Linked DNA regions of Mus musculus: region 1 is linked to region 2. The links are chromatin contacts, called in public Micro-C maps. All regions are on one chromosome and are shown on one strand. Each heading gives the region's core, a stretch centred on a gene start, on an enhancer-like site or on the middle of the called end of the contact. The rest is flanking DNA. Distances are from core to core; before and after follow the strand shown. Region 1 has its middle 24 kb from the start of 5430421F17Rik. Region 2 overlaps Gm31045 (a long non-coding RNA gene).

Evidence for each region. Hi-C and Micro-C count contacts between places; a contact is called where the count stands out from the background.
Region 1: a contact with region 2 is called in a Micro-C map of muscle stem cells, with 3 times the contacts expected there. The contact joins two enhancer-like sites. A contact is called at or near these places in 1 of 484 Hi-C or Micro-C datasets (muscle stem cells) and 5 of 115 datasets of contacts at active chromatin or transcription factors (bone marrow-derived macrophages, craniofacial prominence, embryonic basal ganglia and 2 more).

The regions. Positions count from the first base shown.
Region 1 is chr8:25,328,062-25,332,568 of GRCm38.p6, reverse strand. No RefSeq gene overlaps it. Among named protein-coding and RNA genes, the nearest start is that of 5430421F17Rik, 24 kb to the right of the region's middle. Within about 2 kb of position 2,703, at least 16 of the 459 cell types and tissues checked have an H3K27ac peak or open chromatin away from gene starts, as enhancers often do. A contact at or near this core is called in fibro-adipogenic progenitors and muscle stem cells, where this site is marked.
Region 2 is chr8:25,464,005-25,469,083 of GRCm38.p6, reverse strand. Gm31045 (a long non-coding RNA gene) reads left to right here. Exons shown (of 4, transcript XR_378820.2): 3 at 3,927-4,174; 4 at 4,995-5,079. Among named protein-coding and RNA genes, the nearest start is that of Gm30978, 12 kb to the right of the region's middle. Within about 2 kb of position 3,408, at least 250 of the 459 cell types and tissues checked have an H3K27ac peak or open chromatin away from gene starts, as enhancers often do. A contact at or near this core is called in fibro-adipogenic progenitors and muscle stem cells, where this site is marked.

The DNA of each region.
Region 1 (4,507 bases), core at 1,454-3,953, 140 kb after region 2:
AATGGTTTATGGCCTCCCCGTAGAGCCTCCTGCCCCTATGACTATTCCCATCAGTGGTCTTAGATGCTTTCCTGGAGTCTGAGTCCTACCCCTCATCCTCACTACAACTGTAGTTGGGGTCCCAGCTGAGTCTGACTAAAGGTTATTCCTGATTTATAGAGTGTGCCCCGCCCCCACTCCATCCTCACCCTCGGCTGCCTGAACGGGATCATTAAGGTGCAGCAGGTGTTCAATATTGTTTTGCTATAAAACTAAATGGGTTTAAAGCCTTCAGAGATAATGTATTCCTGTATCAGGGTATTTCTGAACGAGTGAAGATATTCTGGCTTGGCCCCAGTCCCACCTCTCTAAGCTCTACACATTAAAACCGTGTTTTTTTATTTCTTTACTTTCCCTAATATTCGTCCTGTAATGGTTGCCTCTGATTAATGTCCTTGTGTTCTCAGAGCCCCAGAAAGTGGTTTTAGTTTTCCTAGGACATTTTAACAATAGTGTGATTTACAGAGCGATTCATTGGAGCCAGGGGGCAATGTAATATAACAAAGCATTTTTCATAGGCAGCCTTGAGGCTCCGTAGTTGCCACAAATGCAGAACCACGGATAGGAAAAGCTGAGGTGTGTACAACAAGAGAGGTGTGTACAACAAGAGGGGCCAAGGTTAACTCTCTGAAAAAACAAGAGGTTCAGGCTTCTGAAGGTCACTTTGCCTCATTGGATGTCTAGTGGAGACCTGTTAACCCAGGAAACCCCAAAGGCTGAAAGGCTGGCAGGGGAGGAGGGGCCTCTCCTCCTCTGGCTTCTAATCTGAGATCATAGGGTTGGTTTTCAGTCATATCAACTACAGAGAGTGTTGGTACCACCGTGCTTCACTTGGGCTGAATATAGCATCCCAAATCACTGACTCTTCTATGATCTAGCACTAAAGAGTCAGAATTAGTTCCACGAGACAGACTAGTGTGTGATGGTGACGTTGTGCAAGGCAAGTCCCCGCCCTCCCCAACCTTTTTTTTCCTTCTCCACAGAGCAGACATGCTTTCCAGTTTAGAGCTAGTTTTCAAATCATGGAGAGATTTAAAAGGAAGTTCTGCTTGTTAGAACCATTTCCTCTTGAGTGCCTGCTTGGCCTACTGCACATTACCAACCCAGGGTGCACAGGAACAGAGCTTCCTGCAGCCTCATGAGTTATTGGGCAGCCCCATGTCAGAGAGCTTCATCATTAGTCCCGGCCGTGGGCAGGAGGTGCCTGCTGACCTTCCAACTAAAAGCCAATCTTCTTCCTGATGCAAGAGGCAGCCAGCCACCCGTGGAGTTTTGCTCTGAACTAGACTGATCATGTGTCTGGCCAAGATTTTGTTTATTATTTTTTCCTTTCTGACAACCCCAGATTCCCAGACTGTAACAAAAAGCAGGATTTGGGGGTGGAGAGATGGCTCAGCAGTTAAGAGCAGTGACTGCTATTCCAGAGAACCGGGTTCAATTCCCAGCACCTACACGGCAGCTCACAATGGTCTGTAACTCCAGTTCTGAGGGATCCGACACTCTCACACAGACATACATGTAGGCAAAACAATAATGCACACACAAAAAAGCAGAATTTGAGGGGGGCTATAGGTCACCCAGTAACTTTTGATTAAACTACCATGTGTCTAGAATTAAGTTTGCTGTCTCTTATTGCATGTCTCATTGAGGAAACTACACAAGTGTATATAAACTACGTTTAAAAATGGGGTACATTAAAAATTGGGGTACAGTGCTGTGCTGTATAGCATTGTCCATCAGAACAACTGAAGTTGTTGTCTCCTCCATAGGTCAAAATACAAAGCTGTGGGTGTAAGATTTCCCACATGGTGGTCAGTTTGGATTTAACAGGTACACGTGAAGTGGCATGCCCACCAGAACGTAGGGAGTGCAGCAACCACTTCATCTTCCTAGCCACACTGCTGCATGGCTCTCACATCCTGCAACGACAGGTTGATATGACCCAACAAATATAGCAGGAACCATGGTATTGCCCACATCTGTGCATACATTATAAAGGACACTGAAGCTTCCTATATCCAACATATAAGGTGCTGTGAATGTCAACTGGATGCTAAGCAATCAAAGGTCAGCCAGCGCCCACCCCAGTGGCATCTACACACCCTCAGTCTCTGTATGCTCCAATCTCATCCACCATTTTATTTTACCTGGGGCTGTTTTGCCTGCCCTCTCTGGAGTACTCAGCCCCACCCAGCTACCATGCCAATCTTACATAGCAGCTGCAGGTAGGGGACCACAAAGAAAGGAACTGAGACTCCTTACTACTGGCTGGCCTTGTGGGAAGTCTGATGTGGATTTTCCTAGCCAGCCAAACCTTCAGAAGACTGAAACCCTTGTCAAGAGCTTGACTACAACTTCACTGCAGGCCTTGGGCCAGAACCACCTAGCAAAGCTGTTCCTGTGTTTCTGACCCTCAAAACCCATGTGAGGGGATTCATATTGGTGGTTTGAAGCCACTGTCACTGAGCCAGCCCTACCTCTACTCCAGCCCTCAGCTCCCAGCTGCACTTTGTCCTCTTCAGCCTCAGCAGAGCCAAAACATCTGGCTGCGGTAGTCTTTCATTCAGGATTAAGTTCCTGCCAGTTCTTTCAAAGTCAGCATTGTCAGAACTCAGTGACCAAGCCAGCCTGGGAGGCTGGTCTGGGTTTTCTGAGGCCTGAGATATTTCTGACTGAGTTCTCTGAAGAATGCCACAGAGCTTGGGCTTGCAGCTTGCTGGCTCAACATGACCTGTGGTCTCCTGCGAGGTTCATGGCAACGGCCAAATAAAAAAAAGAAAACATGCAAAGCAAACACTCCCATCTTCCCTGCTACAGTGGCCACAGTGGAGCGCAGAATGCTCATCCACGGGGGTTCCCGTGGCATTCGAAGTTGAGATAATGGTCTGGATTGGAGTCACGTAGCATCCCAGAGACTTTACGGGGAAATCCAGTCGTTAGCAAAGCTGCTGATGTTACCAGAGCAAAGCATGTCGGGGGAACCCAGTGAGCCATGATGGAGAGAGAAGAATAGCGGCCCCATGTACTCTGCCTCGTGACAACCGCAGGGCTACAGTTCCCCCAGAATCCTTTGCTCCAAAGAAAGGTAGTAGTAGCAGTCACTTAGTTTTCTATAGCGAGAGGTGGGAGGGGGCTGTTTTGGTACCCCACCCCTGAGCCATCGTGCTCTGTTCTCCAAGCCTGTGTTTTCTCCTTTGTAGAATGAGCTGATGATGCGGGCCTCTCGCAGAGTCTGGCAGGTAGTAGGCACACCCCAAATAACTGTTTAACAACATATATGTTATATATAAAGATATGAGTGTATTTTATATGTGGTAGCATTACAGTGAGTTTAGGTGTCATTGTCTTTTATTACTACTATTATTATTTTGTGACACCTTGTGCAATCTCGACAGCTTTAAAGCACACTCATTACAGGATATCACATGGCCCAAATTTCTCTAATTCTTCCCCCGCCCCTTAGGTTTGCTGCAATTGGTCTTTCTTCCCCCGCCCCTTAGGTTAGCTGCAATTGGTCTTTAATTGTTAGTCAGTATTTCCTGGCTGCACAGTAAAGTTTGGTGTTTTGTTTTGTGTATGTGTCCTGACCCAAAGTAAAACAGCCTACCTTCAGAGTTCCTGCAGAGAGAGTCTTGGCATTTCTGGCATGCTCTGGCCCGTGTCTGACGTATAAGGCGCTATTAATGTCGAGTGGATGATAATCAAGAATCAGCCAGCATCCCCTCCAATGGCATGTACAAGCCTTCTGCCCGACTTCAGTCTATATAAGCTCCAGTCTCATGGCAGTCATTTGTTTTTATATCCCTGGGGCTTTAGTATCGATCCTTTCTGCTTGCTCTTTCCTTCTCCTCTCAAAGCTCTATTGTCATCCCAAAGTAGACTCACAATTAGCTAATATTGCAGGCTAAGGTGCTCAGCAGTAATCATTAGGGAAATACATATCAGAGGCACAGGGAGCTATCACCTCACCCCCATTAGGATGGTTGCCATCAAAACAAACAAAACTACAAAATAACAGAAACCAGCCAACAGATAACAAAAACGGGAAGTAACAAGCTGGTAAGGGCATGGAGCTCATACGGTCCATTGGTGGGGCTGTAAAATGCTGCAGGTTATTGCTATGGAAAATGCTATGGCTGGTCCATTTTTTTTTAAATTGATTTTTTTAATTAAAAAGAGGATTACTTTATGATCTGTGATTCTGCTTCTGGGAATGCACATCCAGAATAACTGAAGTGAAGTCGGAGTTTTGAAGATGTAGCTATCTATATGCCTATGTTCTCAGCAGCAATAGTTAAAAGAAAACAAAACAAACAAACAAACAAACAAAAAACCAGTAAACGCACGTATTTGCTAAGGGTGAATGGGTAAGCAAGACATGGGAAACACAAAACAATAAAAGAGTTACTTGGTCTGAAACGGGGAGAAAATTCTGGCATATGCTGCCTCACGGGTGAACATTGAGGAT
Region 2 (5,079 bases), core at 2,159-4,658:
GATCCTGCTGGAAAGAGGGAAGTCAAGACAGAGGGAACACTGAGTCAGACTGAGTCTTGGCTGACATGAGTTTAGCCTTAATCTCATTAAGCCAGAATCCATCTGCTCCTGGACATTTTTTAGTTTCAAGAGCTAAATAAGTCACTTTTCTTTTTGCTGGTTTGAGTCAGGCTTCAGTCACTTACAGTGAAGGATCATGATTAAACCTTTCTCCTTTCAGTCTCCGTCCCCACTTCCCAGAGCCTCAGATCCTCAAGGATTAGATAAAGTACCAAGCCAGGAGGAACACAGCAGCCAGCCTTGCCAGCCTCATAGCTAATCATGTAAGGAGACTACAACATGCCTACTGCTCTGGCTGCTGAGAGCCATGGCTGTTTAATCTCTGAGTTTTAGCTAGTCTACTAAGGATGGCTTGGTCTCATTCAGGTTTGTTATGTTGTTTTGTGTGTGTGTGTGTGTGTGTGTGTGTATGCACATGTATGTACTTGGTGTATGTATGTGTGCATGTGTGTATTGCATATGTGTGCATGTGTGTATGTATGTGTACATGCACAGGTATGTATGTGCCTTCTTGCACATGTGTATACACATGTGTGCATATATGTATTTGCATGCACATGTGTATATACATGTGTGAAGTTGTATGTTTTTCTTCTTAGCTTGTACGGTAGTTGTAAGACTCAGATAGGATTAGAGTAGGCATTTACTACCCTTTACAGTTCGTCCCAGTGTCTTCTCTCCCCTCTCTGACTCAGTGTGTGACTTAAGGGTCTGAGTATCTTTGAACTTTCAGCATCCTGGATACATAACAGGGTGAGGACACAGTTGCCAGAAACTTGCCTTTCTTTTAATTGATTTCATCTGTGTAAGTGAGACATCTCACTCACTGAATAATTTTTTGTCACATGTTTATGCAAATCACGATTTGTCTTTGAGCTGACAGCCCCAGTCCTTGCTTTGTTCCGGATGTTGCAGCAGAGGCCAAATGTGCCATGTTCTCTCTTGTGATGGCTGCCAGTTCTCCAAATGTCATAACAGACATTTCACAAGGGAGCCAGTGCCTGTGTTGAGGGCAGCCAGGAAGCATCTATGAGCTTGGTTTTTGTTTTCGTCCTCTTTCTTTTTGTGATACATTTTAACTTTATTGAATTTGTAAAAAAACATTCTTATCAGTCAACATAGATGACTAAAAAATTGTTTTTTTTTTTCTAGTCCAATTCTACTTTTTTTGCAGTGAGCAGTAACTAAATTCATGTATTTCCACCCACACTTTCCCGTGGACATGTTTTTCCAGATTTTAAAATATAGGCTACCCCTTTTAATTTTTTTAATACAAAATACTATTATATTTTATATTGATTTTTTTTGAGAGAGAGAGTGAGTCTCATTATGTAGCCCAGCTCAGCTGGGAACTCACAAAAATCTGTCTGCCTCTGCCTTCTGAGTGCTGGGAATAAAGGTGTATGCCACCATACCCAGGGCTTAAATTTTCTTTTAAAGCTAGTAATTACCATTTTGGGGGTCACTATTTATAGATACTGTCTTCGATTTGTGGGCATACCATGATATTTCTCTAATTAATTAATAAGTTTTCCAGGTAGCTTATAGCTTTTTAAAAATACTTATTGTATATAACCCCCAAATAAACAAGTTTGTAAATATATTTGTTTATGTTCAAGGAAACCTTTGGTGGCTCTACTCTGTTCATGTGCTATACCCAAGGGACTCTTCCGATGTCAACATCTCTTGTATCAATAGTCTGCCAGCTACACGTGACATCTTCCTGACCCCTCTCTATGGCATGTTTTTTTTTTTGGTTTTGTTTTGTTTTGTTTTTTGTTTTTAACCAGAGTTCTCTTGAATATGGGATTGACTGAGATATAAGAGGAGCCCAGCTCCAGACCAGTTCTGACAGCGATGTCCTTCCCTTTCTCTTTTCTCCTGATGCCCAGAGCATCTTAGTAGATTCCATCATCAATGACAAAATGTTATTGGAGTGTAGGGCCTTTGAAGTCTCTAGATAAATGAGATAATAAACCTCTGCTCCCCAGGGATACAGAGAAAGGTATGAGACTACTGAATGGTCTCAGCAGTGCTGTAGACATAGTACCTGCTTAGTTAATATGGAATAGGAACAATTAACCCATTGCCAGAAGCCCCTCTTTGAAGTTTGGGTCAACTCTGAGCCATATGGGAATCAGTGGATGTGACAATTAAAACTCATACCCAACCTCAGACCTGATCTTCAGAGTTAATAGGTTTGGGGCTGGTGAGATGGCTCAACAGGTAAGAGCACCTGATTGCTCTTCTGAAGGTCCTGAGTTCAAATTCCGGCAACCACATGGTGGCTCACAACCATCTGTAACGAGATCTGACTCCCTCTTCTGGTGTGTCTGAAGACAGCTACAGTGTACTTACATATAATAAAAACATAAATAAATCTTTTAAAAAAAGAGTTAATAGGTTCAAGCTCTTCACCCTCACTTAGCCATTTTTCTTGAACTGCTAAAGTCAACCCCCTATTTTATCCATTCCTTTTCGTGGAAACTGAGCCGTGAGGACAACGTGGCCACCAAGCTGATGGCTAAGGGAAGGAAAACATCAGCAATCCCGTGAAGGTGACACTTCTGTGGTGTCCCAGAAGCAAATTCTGAATCATGTAGGTCAGGGCTGCCAAAAGGCCTGGCTGGTGCAGGGAGAGACTTCTGATCTGGGTGGGGCAAGAAGGGGAGGGGGGAGGTGGGGCAGGGAGGAGGGAAAGGAGTCAAGGAGTCAAGTGAATCTAGGTCTAGGGCTGTCTGGTACAGTGCTTGCTGCCTTCTAGGTTATTTAACCATTCCAGCCATTAAGACAAGCCCCTTTTGCACGGGGCTGCTCTGAGTGCATTTTAGTTGAAAGATGCAACGTCATCTCATTCCTTCTGGGAAAGGAGAAAGGACCCACTGTATACTCAGACACCGATCGAGGATGCCGTGCCAGCCTCAGTTGCACCTCGCTGTCCTAGGCCGCAGCGGTGGTGTTTGGCTATGGTCCCCTCTGCAAAATGCAAGGGGGTCCGGGTTGACGGATTTCAGAAGTCCTCTCCTCCCGCTGCCTGAAGAATTCCGCGCTGCTGCTCCACAGGGGGTGGGGGAGGGGAAGTGTTCCGCAGGAAGAAGGGACAGATGGCTCCCGCTGGACTGTGTTCAGAAATGTGGTGTGTGATATACAGCGTGAATGAAGTGTGGTGCCCTTTAAACACAGCCTCCCCCCTGCGCTCCACTCTGCCTGGCTCCCTGATTCTCATTCACAGTACACCATCACTCTCCCACGGGCAAACCTCAGATACTTTTGCGCTGGAGCATACACATACACCAGCAGACTCTGACACACACTCGGTGACTCACCGCTGAGCCATCAGTACACACAGAGGGTGACTCAGCAGGGACCCTCATAGGCAGGCTCACACTCAACTGCAGTTGATGTGCACAGAGGGCCTCTGCAGCAGCGGTAGGCAATCCCACCTCCCACTGGGGTCCTTGGTTGAGAGTCTCTCGGAGGCCTGCAAATGATTTGCATTCTTGGCTCCTTGGAACTGCCTGTTCTTTGTCTTGTGTTTATGGCTCAACCGTTTCCCTACCTTGTTCCCCCCACTGGCTGGTTTGGGAGCTCAGCAAGCAATCCAACAGTCCCTGGCCAGCCAAAGAGGCTTTTGTTTCTAAGAAACTTCTTAGCTCTTCATGAGTTCTTTCCCCACAGGGTCTCATCCCTCCCTGGCCTGGATACCTCTGGCCCAGCTTCCCAGGGTCCATGATTGGCAAGTCTCCACTATTCATGCCCTTTGAGTGGTACCTTTCACAAGATGAGGGGGACCGAGGGTGGGCCACACATGTTGAGGGTGGATAACTGGATGGAAGATGGTCTCTGAGGGCCCCCTCTCTTCCTAGTAGTCCAGACAGATGCTTCTTGGACACTGTCTTGGTACTGAGCAAGACCAGCTCTCTCTTCCTGACGATCAGAGAAGCGACGGTATTATATGTCTCCGTATGATGGACAGCCTTATGGGCCTCAGCTCCCACATGGACCTACCGCAGAGTGAGCGATATAGGCTCAAAGAACAGCAGGCAGAAGATGGGACTCCAAGCAACCAGGTATCTTGGCTGGCACATGGCTTCTGTTGTGGTTCAATCTGAAGGTGAGAAAGTCCTGATGCTGCCTCGGACCTGCTTTTCGCCTCTCTCACGGGATGTCACAAATAAAAGATGGGAGCAGAGAAGATCGAGGGAGGGAATAGTCAGTTGTGGTCAGGTGCTTCAAGCTTTGTCTATTTCTCCAATCCCCACACCCCCAACTCCCCACCACCCCCAGTGTGCCTCTCTTCAGTACTGGAGCATATGACATACTAGCTAGGTGAGTGCTGTTGTATACCACTGAGTCCCATTCTTAGCTCATCTCAACCTAATAGCCCTGTAGCCCCACTAACATTACCCACTTGAGCCTGGTCCCTTTGGCTATCCAATGCCCACAGACCCCTCTCTGTCCTTTCAGAAGATGTGGTTACAGGAGCAGATAAAACCTGTATTGTGACCAGGCCTTGGGACACAAAGTGGTACCCAAGAAACAGTAGGGAAAGATGCCAAAGACATGTGCTGCCTTCGGTTGGGAAGTGGGAGGGGTTTGCTCTAGGTCCTCCCTGACTACAGCAACAGAGTCCTAGATGAGTCCCTTCTCCAGACTGCATAGCACTAGGCTGAGTGCTGTCCTGGGAGCAGGAGTGGGCTATCTACTCAGGAATCCTGGCTAGGTGATGCTCCATGGGACTCTCCTCTTCTCTGATACCTTCCCCATGATTTATGCCTAGAAACACAGGCATGCACATACTAGCTGCTTTGAGCTCAGGATTGAAATGCCTTTCAGCTCTAAAATTTTGAGCTTGGTAGGCTTTGGCCACTTTTTTTCCTTCCTTCTACTTGTTGGAGAACATTATCTTCAATGAACTTTGGTTCCCACTGCAGAGTTGGAATGGAGAAGGAGCCATCCACCCTCAGCGGGACCCTTTCTTTGGGGGACCTCCAGTCAAAGCTTCCCTGCAACTGTGTC